Linked DNA regions of Mus musculus: region 1 is linked to region 2. Evidence: chromatin contacts called from public HiChIP or PLAC-seq data. All regions are on one chromosome and are shown on one strand. The core of a region is the stretch at or near the end of the contact, and the rest is flanking DNA. Distances in the headings are between cores, read along the strand shown. Region 1 holds the start of Chrac1 (chromatin accessibility complex 1). Region 2 overlaps Trappc9 (trafficking protein particle complex 9).

Evidence for each region. HiChIP or PLAC-seq counts read pairs in DNA pulled down with a chosen protein or histone mark.
Region 1: a contact with region 2 is called in an H3K4me3 HiChIP or PLAC-seq map of the SCID.adh cell line, with 16 read pairs. The contact joins the promoter of Chrac1 here to the enhancer-like site in region 2. A contact is called at or near these places in 4 of 39 promoter capture datasets (cranial neural crest, frontonasal cranial neural crest, macrophages and 1 more), 3 of 115 datasets of contacts at active chromatin or transcription factors (the SCID.adh cell line and embryonic stem cells) and 3 of 9 other capture datasets (adipose tissue, liver and pancreatic islet).

The regions. Positions count from the first base shown.
Region 1 is chr15:73,087,581-73,092,156 of GRCm38.p6, reverse strand. It overlaps Chrac1 (chromatin accessibility complex 1), which reads right to left and starts at 1,745. Exons shown (of 3, transcript NM_053068.3): 1 at 1,574-1,745. The coding sequence starts at 1,720.
Region 2 is chr15:73,042,923-73,047,680 of GRCm38.p6, reverse strand. The region is part of intron 4 of Trappc9 (trafficking protein particle complex 9); the gene reads left to right. Among named protein-coding and RNA genes, the nearest start is that of Trappc9, 16 kb to the left of the region's middle. Within about 2 kb of position 2,895, at least 24 of the 459 cell types and tissues checked have an H3K27ac peak or open chromatin away from gene starts, as enhancers often do. A contact at or near this core is called in the SCID.adh cell line, where this site is marked.

The sequences.
Region 1 (4,576 bases), core at 496-2,995, 46 kb before region 2:
ATAAAAATCAAAAACCTCAGACTGAAAAATGACATCTCATTTTGCCCAAATACCTTCTAGGTACAGAACTGACAAGAGCCCAATGCTCAGAAATAAAAACTGAACCTTCCCCAGGGTTCAGTATTATCTCAGCTAGTACGTGATCAGAGAACTGTCTGCATAGTGATTAGGTCCTTAACACTAGAATGAAGCTTACAAAAAAAATGTGAATCCTAGCACCACACAGAAATAAGAGGAAGACCACCATGATCTTTTCCTTTTTTTTTGTTTTTTGTTTTTAAATAGGTTCTACTTTTTTGTTGTTGTTGTTGTTGTTTTTTTTTTTTTTTTTTTTTTTTTTTTTTGAGACAGGGTTTCTCTGTGTAGCCCTGGCTGTCCTGGAACTCACTCTGTAGACCAGGCTGGCCTTGAACTCAGAAATCCGCCTGCCTCTGCCTCCCAAGTGCTGGGATCAAAGTCATGCGCCACCATTGCCCAGCCACCACCATGATCTTAAGATGATTTAGAAATGAGACATGTATAGTTTACATGTAAATATACACCACTGTCTAAAAGGGGCTTGTTATCCTAAGATTTGTATTTGGCTTTGGAGGACCAATCCAAAGATACTGGGGAACTATTGTTATTTTATCAGGATCTACTTAAGGTTGACTCTATTGCAGTCACAAGATTTGTACCTTTGTCCCTAGTCCAAAATATTGTAAAAAAAAAAAAAAAAAAAAAAAAATGCCACGCACTGAATGAAGTTCTAGAAGCAGAGGCTGGAAAAGAAGGTAGAGCCAATAGTCATGGCTGGGTCTCAGAACAATAAGGTTCCCGGCCTACCACTATCGAAACCAAACTTTAAACCAGGAGTGGGGTCAGGAAATTTTAATCGCCGTACTCAGAAGGGCCAAGACCAAGGTGGCAGGGTGTGGTGGCACAAGCCTTAAACCCCAGCAACACTTGGTAGGCTGAGACAAGCAGATCTCTTTCGAGTTCAAGGTAATTCTGGTGGTTTACAGAGCTCCAGGATAGGGAAAACATACTGAGAGATGGCTGGAAATATAGAACAAAATAAGAAGACAAAGCGATGTGTGTTGGGAGGGGACTATGCGGTTATAATTTAACTTGTGACAGCGGATGTCTGCGTAAACTCTGACTACCTCCAGAGTCCTGAGGGCTGAAGAGCCCTAGACAGCCTTGCAAGCCGTCCTGGAAGCTTGGAGAACCTTCCCGCATCTTCCTGGGGGAAGTCAGAGTCAGCCCGACCTCCCGCACGACATAGACCCGCCTCAACTCGCGCACGCAGCCGAACCCTTAACTACGCGTGCGCGAGGCCCAGCGGGGAGTGACGCGGGAGGCGGGGCGCAGAGGACGCTGGGAGCCAGACGATCCTGCAGAGCGAAAGCGGCGCAGTGGGCGGAGCTGAGCCCGCGGGAGGGGAGGAGGAGGTGTGTAGCGCGCAGACGCAAGAGAAAGAGGCGCCGCGCGGCCCCCGCAGGGCAGCCAAAGGCCAAGGCGCGTGTGTGCGGAGCCCGAGGGGCGGTTGGTGCCCGCGCCCGCCCCTCTCGTCGCCCCGCCGGCCGCTCACCGTGGCCTTGGCCGTGAGCACCAGCGCCTCCTGGTTGATGCTCGACACCTCGGGAGAGCTCTTCATGATGACTCGGATGCGGGACAGGGGCAATGACACGAGCCGCTGGTCCCCGCACTTTTCCTTCCCCACGGCCGCGTCCGCCATCTTCCGCGTCCGTCCCGGGCGGCCCGTGATGCTTCGCGCGGCCGCGCCTGCGCAGACGCTGTGGAGCGCGGTGGCCCGAAAGCCTGGGAGCCGGCGCCCGGGAAAATCCCTCTCGGAAACGCCGGGGCAGTCTCCCGGAAGAAGCGCTCTCAGGCGTCCGAGTGCTTGCTCGGGCAGTCCCGAGCTGCACAGATTTGTCCTTTCAAAAACTGGAGAGATGTCTTAGGAGGTCATGTTCTGGAGGGAATCAAACGAACCATGGCAACAGTTTGGCCAGAGGAATAGGGAGGAAAGGCGGCCACTACCCATGTCTTTCTTGAGGCGTATGGGGATTAGCCTGCTAAGCAGACAGGTGAACTGAATGGTCCTAGAGTCTTCTGTAATCCCACCACAATGCCAAAAGGATCACCAAGAGTTCTAGCCAGCCTGGCCACACAAGGTCTTGTTGAAGAAGATGGGCCATGACTTTAGAATGAAGACTATTAGAAACATCCTATCAAGTGGTCTGGAGGGAGCGTCCAAGAATATCAGAAAGTGGGACTCCACGGCAGATGAAACCGTGAGACCGTGGACTTTTGCTTAGATGAGCTGTGGAGTAAACTTGGGAGAGTAAAGTTGATGTGGTCTGAAGAGAACAAAAACTCCTAAGATGGCACTAAATATAGTTGGAGGAACTAAATCGGCAGGGTTTTATAGATTGGATCATGTTTGGTTTTAGTGTCGTCATTACCGTAGTATATCCTAGTCCAATAAACATAAGATACAACTGTCCCTCAGTATCTATTGGGGGATTGGTTCTAAGATCCCCACACATACTGAAATTGTACATGCTGAAAAGTCTTTTTTTTTTTTTTTTTTTTTTTTTTGTGTGTGTGTGTGTGGTTTTTTGAGACAGGGTTTCTCTGTATGGCCCTGACTGTCCTGGAACTCACTTTGTAGACCAGGCTGGCCTCGAACTCAGAAATCCCCCTGCCTCTGCCTCCGGAGTGTGTGCGCCACCACGCCCGACAGAAAAGTCTTAAATACAAAAGACGACAACTGCATAACGCCTAGGCACATTCTCATACAATACCCATGTCTTCTTGATTAAGTGCTTCGTGAATGCCATATGAGTAGTTGCTGGACTGTTAGGGAACAATGATGAGAGATTTCTACATGTCCAGTCAGCAGGGATGGGTTTTGTTTTGTTTTGTTTTGTTTTTTTTCCTGAATACTTTGTATCCCAGGTTGTTTGAGACCATAGATGTAGAACTTATATCCAGTGTTAGTGTCAGGCACGAAGGCACAGTTGGTGAGCAAGCTAGCTGCGTGCTCTCAATAAGGCTATGTTCACCCAGATGTCTGGGGAAAGAATACCATTTCCAGTGGGAAGTGTCATAACTGGTAAGCTGGCCTCTGAGAAGTGATGTTTGTTCTCAGATCTGCAGCAAAGGAAAGCCGTTAGACAAGATGAGTTTTGCCTGCCTTTCACATGCTTCCTTTCACCCAAGTGAGGCAGACAAGCATAGGACTGTTTTAGGAAGCTAGGATGCCACTAGGCTTGGGCTGTGCACACTTCTGAACAATGCCACTAATAGCCTATGGTACCACTCTCCCCATCATGCACGGGAGGATTGGCACACAAACACACACCGCTCTGAACACTGGAATGTTTCTCCTCCACTTAGTTGGTATAAACTTAGATTCTATTTGGTTGTGTTCTAGTAATGAAAGGAGAAGGAGGCCAGCCAGAACTAGTTTGGAGTGCATGCATAATAAAGCAAACTGTCCTTAAAGTGAACTCTTAGGAAAACCCATTTTACCATCTTATTGCCTAGTTGCAACTGGGTGTGCATGCAGTTAAAAATCAAACATTATTGGAGGGCATGTAAGGTAGAAAAGTTGTAATCTGTCAAAATAGTGAATCACCCAAACTATACCCCCTTAGTAACTAGCTCCCCTCCCTTCAGATCTCTGAAGCTAGGGCAATAATAATGTGAGGCCCCTGAGTATCTTCACTGATGTGACCCACTGTTTTCTTGACCACACACTCCTAATCTGTATTGCTTTGCTTTGAATAAAGTTTCCCTATTTTGCAATCTGTCTTCTTTCTTTTTTGTTGTTTTCTAAGACAGGGTTTCTTCACATAGCCTTGGCTGTCCTGGAACTAGCTCTAGACCAGGCGGGTGTTGAACTCACGGAGATCCACCTGCCTCTGTCTCCTGAAGACTGGGATTAAAAGGCATGTGACATTGACCCTATCACCACCTGGTACCTTATAAATTAAATTTTAACCAGCAGCAAGCACAGGACATGGCCAGAAAACTAAAGAAATGCTGTGCAATTGCCCCTCAAGGGTTTTTGTTTTGGCTTGTCTCTTTAACTGATTGTTTTTGTACAGTTTGTTTTGAGTGGGTTTGGATTCAGGACGGGAGGAGATGGAATCAGGAAGATGTCTAGAGAGTTCAGAGAAATGAGAATTCCCAAAGAGCAGGGATGAGGGAATGTTGGGAGCCGCGCCCACATTCGCCGTTACAAGATGGCGCTGACAGCTGTGTTCTAAGTGGTAAACAAATAATCTGCGCATGTGCCAAGGGTATCTTATGACTACTTGTGCTCTGCCTTCCCCGTGACGTCAACTCGGCCGATGGGCTGCAGCCAATCAGGGAGTGACACGTCCGAGGCGAAGGAGAATGCTCCTTAAGAGGGACGGGGTTTCGTTTTCTCTCTCTCTTGCTTCTTGCTCTCTTGCTTCCTGCACCCTGGCTCCTGAAGATGTAAGAAATAAAGCTTTGCCGCAGAAGATTCTGGTCTGTGGTGTTCTTCCTGGCCGGTCGTGAGAACGCCTCTAATAACAATTGGTGCCGAATTCCGGGA
Region 2 (4,758 bases), core at 1,646-4,145:
CCAAGGCCCGCCTCAGTTAACATAATGAAGACAGCGTGCCCAGGTGTGCCCGGCCAGCAGCCTGTCTCCTGGGAGGTTCTAGGTTCTAGCTTGTCTGCAGCACCACCACACAGATCCCTGGAACTCCCTGCAAGCCAGCCTAAGGGACCTTAGGTGAGGGACCCTGTCTGAAGGGGCTAGGGTGGAGCATGGTAGGGGAAGGCTGAGGCAGCTGTCAGTATCACTGGTTTTATGATGATTGGCAAGTAGTAACAGGAATATTCGTTACTTGTATTTTTTTAAAGAACTATTTATGTATATGAGTACACTGTAGCTGTCTTCAGACACACCAGAAGAGGGCATCGGATCCCTATTACAGATGGTTGTGAGCCACCATGTGGTTGCTGGGAATTGAACTCAGGACCTCTGGAAGAACAGTCAGTGCTTTTAACCACTGAGCCATCTCTCCAACCTCAAGGATACTTCTACTTTTTTTTTTTTAAGATTTATTTTCACTGTGTGTGTGTGTGTATATGTGTGTGTGTGCATCTGTCTGTCTGTCATGAGTGCCTGCAGGGGTCAGAAGACAATCTTGCATCACTGGGAGCTAGAGTTGCAGGCAGTTGTGAGCTGTATCACGTGGTGGCTGGGAACTGAATTGTGCTCTCCGTAAGCGTGTAGGAGTTTCTCACCACAAGCTGCTTCTCCAGGCCCCAGGAATTCAGCTGAACACTTTCAGACCTCACAGACCCTGGCTGAATAGTTTCAAGTGCATTTCCTCGGAAAAGGGGGCATTTCTTTCCCTTTTAAAAAAATTTAAGGGCTGGTGAGATGGCTCAGTGGGTAAGAGCACCCAATAGCTCTTCCGAAGGTCTGGAGTTCAAATCCCAGCAACCACATGGTGGCTCACAACCATCCATAATGAAATCTGACTCCCTCTTCTGGAGTGTCTGAAGACAGCGACAGTGTACTTACATATAATAAATAAATAAAAATAAAATCTTAAGAAAAAAAATTTTTAAAGATTAAAAAATTTTTGTAGTTTTTTTTTTTCCCCTTCATTCTTTCTTTTAGTCTTTCAATCCTAGCTTCATGCTGCTCACAAGTTGGGGCACTGATCTTTATTCTGAAGATTTGGATGTGGACCTGTAGGTCTATAACTAAAGGACAAAATATAGTTTCTTTAAAAAATTAGGGCTGGAAAGCCAGATATGATGCTGGGCTCCCATACTCAGAGCGAGGCTTAGGAATGGAAGGCCAGGCTTAGCTACATAGTATATTTGAGGCTAGCCTGGACTACATGAGATCCTGTCTTGAAAAAACAAAACAAAACAAAACAAAACAACCAAGATGGAGAAGGTAGCCCACTTGTAGAGTTCCTGCCTAGCACCGTGGGAGGACCTGGGTCCCTTATATAGGACCCCCACCCCAAAATGTATAGAATATTCTATAGTCAACTGGAAGAAAGTGCTTACCATTGACTTGTAAAGGTTTCTTAGTAGTGGTGGCCTCTACTTTTTCTTCTCTCTGAACTTGGTAATATTACTTACCATTAAATTGATCAAAACAGGCCTGAGGTGTGGCTTGCTGGTAGAACACCTGGTTCTCATCTCTGTCACTGGCATTCGATGGTGGGGACTGACATGACGCATGGTCCAGAGCCAGGCTGTGGTGGTGCACGCCTGCAATCCCAGCACTTGGGAGGCAGAGGCAGGTGGGTCTCTGAATTTGAGGCCAGCCTGGTCTACAGAGGGAGTTCCAGGTCAGCCAGAGATAAACTGAGAAACCTTGTCTGGAAAAAGAGAAAAAGGAAAAGGAAAGAGGGGCTGGTAAGATGGCTCAGCAGTTAAGAGCACTGACTGCTCTTCCAAAGGTCCCTAGTTCAAATCCCAGCAACCACATGGTGGCTCACAACCATTCATAACGAGATCTGACACCCTCTTCTGGTGTGTCTGAAGACAACTACAGTGTACTTACATATAATAAATAAATAAACCTTAAAAAAAAAAGGAAAGAAAAAGGAAAGAAAAGAAAAAGTCCAAATATCTACCAGCGCTCCTCAGCCTCAGGCAGGGCTTTACAACTCCCCAGTGGGAACATTTGAGGGTTGGAGCGAGTACTCTTTTTTTTTTTTTTTAAAGGGACAGAGACTTGTCACCCAGCGATTGAATCCCTGCTGAGTTAAGGTGGCAACTGAGTTGGCCTCTTACAGAGCCCCTGCCTGTCACCGTGAACTCTTTTTTCAGCGGCCTGAGTTTAAGGAGTGTCTGGGAAAACAGGACAGACTGAAGTCATGGTTATTTTACAGATCTGTTTGTTTATGTGACAGGGTGCTACTGTGTAGTCCTGGCTGACCTGGAGCTTGAGATAGAGACTAGGCTGGCCTTGAATTTTTAACAATCCCATCTTCCTGCCTTTGTCTCTAAGTGCTGGGTTTATGTATGGGTGTGTACCACCGTGCCCGGCTATTTTTTTAAAAAAAAAAGGTTTATTTATTTATGTCGTGAACCTCCGTGTGGCTACTGGGAATTGAGTTCAGGACCTCTGGAAGAACAGCCAGTGTTCCTAATTGCTGAACCATCTCTTTAGCCCCTAAATTTTTATTTGTGAGTATGTATGTATCCACTCACATGTTTGAGGGTATCTTTGGAGGTTAGAAGAGAGCATTAGGGTAGTTGTAAGGCGGTGGAATTAAACTCTAATCCTCTGTGAGAGCAGTAACCACTTTTAACCGCTCAGCCATCTTTCCTGCCCCCTCAGTTGCCTTTAGGGAAAAATACAGAGACTGGGAGAAAGTTTGGCAGCTGACTGTAAGAAGAACCAGTTCTGAGACCCCTTCCTGTTCGTAGATTGTCCTCCGGGAGCCTGTCTCTTTGGTTGACATCCGGGTGTCAGACTTTAGCTGTTGAACAGTGCCATCTTTCTATGAAGCTGCCCAGTGCCTGTGCTAGCTGAACTTTGCCTGTGGTCTGCAGATTCTGGATCCTTGCAGGACGTTCCATAGGTGGCGCTGTTGCACTTACTTATTATTTTTAAAGCTTTTTTTTTTTTTTTTTTTTTTTTTCCGGCTTCTACAAGAGGACCCAAAACCAGGCTCCTTGAATACGATTTCTTCATTTGATCCCCAGTACATACCCGGAAAAAGCCTTCTGGATATATGTGTTTTTCTCTGGTCAGCTCAGAGCGAGGGTTGCAGATTTGCTATCAGAGCAGCAGTGAAACTGGACTTTCTCTTGAGTATTAGGTAATGGTTAGCCATGATGTCACAGCTCTGCAGCGCCTTGCAGATGAGAAGAAGGCTGCCTGCCAGGTCTTAAATCTCCACTCCTGTGCTTATTAGCAAGCACCATCTAGGGTCTGGAGGAGATCCTGGCTTCCGGATCAGCTGAGGTGGTTGCGTGAAGGTGTGAAGATTCATCTATATGCATTTGGTGTGTTACTGACCTTTACGTGATACTGTGTGTTTCAAGTCAGCTCTGGCCACCCATCCTCAATAAGGCAGTCGAACCAAATTAAAGGTGGGAAGCAGGAAAAAGAAGATTTATTCCACGTGACCACATTGGGAAGAGGGATGAGAGTCTTGTTGTGTAGCCCAGGCTGGCCTCGAACTTGGTCCTGTCTTCTCTTCCACCCCTATTACTGAGATTGCAGGCATGCACCTCACGCTGGGTGTTGGATCCATCATTCTATGTTTGATTTCTAAGGAGTCAGAATAGGGAGAAATAGCTTTGTGAAGAAAGATCCACTTAAGAAGTAAGAGAAGGGGCTGGAAAAATGGCTCAGTGGTTAAGAGCACTGACTGCTCTTCCAGAGGTTCTGAGTTCAATTCCCAGCAACCACATGGTGGCTCACGACCATCTGTAATGGGATCTGATACCCTCTTCTGGTGTATCTGAAGACAGCTATAGTATACTCATATACATAAATAAGTATTTAAAAATGTTTAAAAAAAAAGAAGTAAGAGATGAGTGAGGCCTGGTGTGCAGATTTGTAATCTTGGGGTTTATAATCTTAGTTATGGAGGAGGCTAAGGTAGGAGGCTGGCAAGTTCAAACTTCAAGGGCTGCCTGGTAACTGAGCAAGACAAAACTTGGTCTTAAAAATAAAATTAAAGGATGGAGACCTTCACTTGCTCTCTCAGGTCCGTCTTACTTTCTTCTGGGTGTCTTTTTTTTTTTCTTTTTTCTTTTTGGTTTTTAGACAGGGTTTCTCCGTGCAGTCCTGGCTGTCCTGGAACTCACTCTGTAGACCAGGCTGGTCTTGAACTCAGAAATCCACCTGCTTCTGCCTCCCAAGTGCTGGGATTACAGGAGTGCGCCACCACTGCCTGGCACTTTCTGGGTGTCTTTTTCTTTACCCTTGTACTTAAAATGTCTTCTAGCTTGATATGATGGCGTATGCTTTTAATCCCAGCACCTGAAAGGCAGCAGTAGGGGGATTTCTGTGACCTCTGATCTCTCTTTCTGTGTGTGTGTGTGTGTGTGTGTGTGTGTGTGTGTGTGTGTATGTATGTATGTGTGTATACTGTGTGCATGCAAGTGCTCTCAGAGGCCAGAAGATCCCCTAGAGCTGGAGTTACAGGCAGGTGTAAGCTGCATAGAGTGGGTGCCAGGACCTGAATCTTGGTCTTCTGCAAGAGCAATACTCCTAACTGCTGAGCCGTTTTTCTAGCTTCCACTGTCCACTTTGAGACAGGGTCACGGCTTATCCATTTTGGTCTCAAACTTACTATGTAGCCAAGGATGTCCTTGATCTCCTGATCGTCTCTTCTGAGTGCTG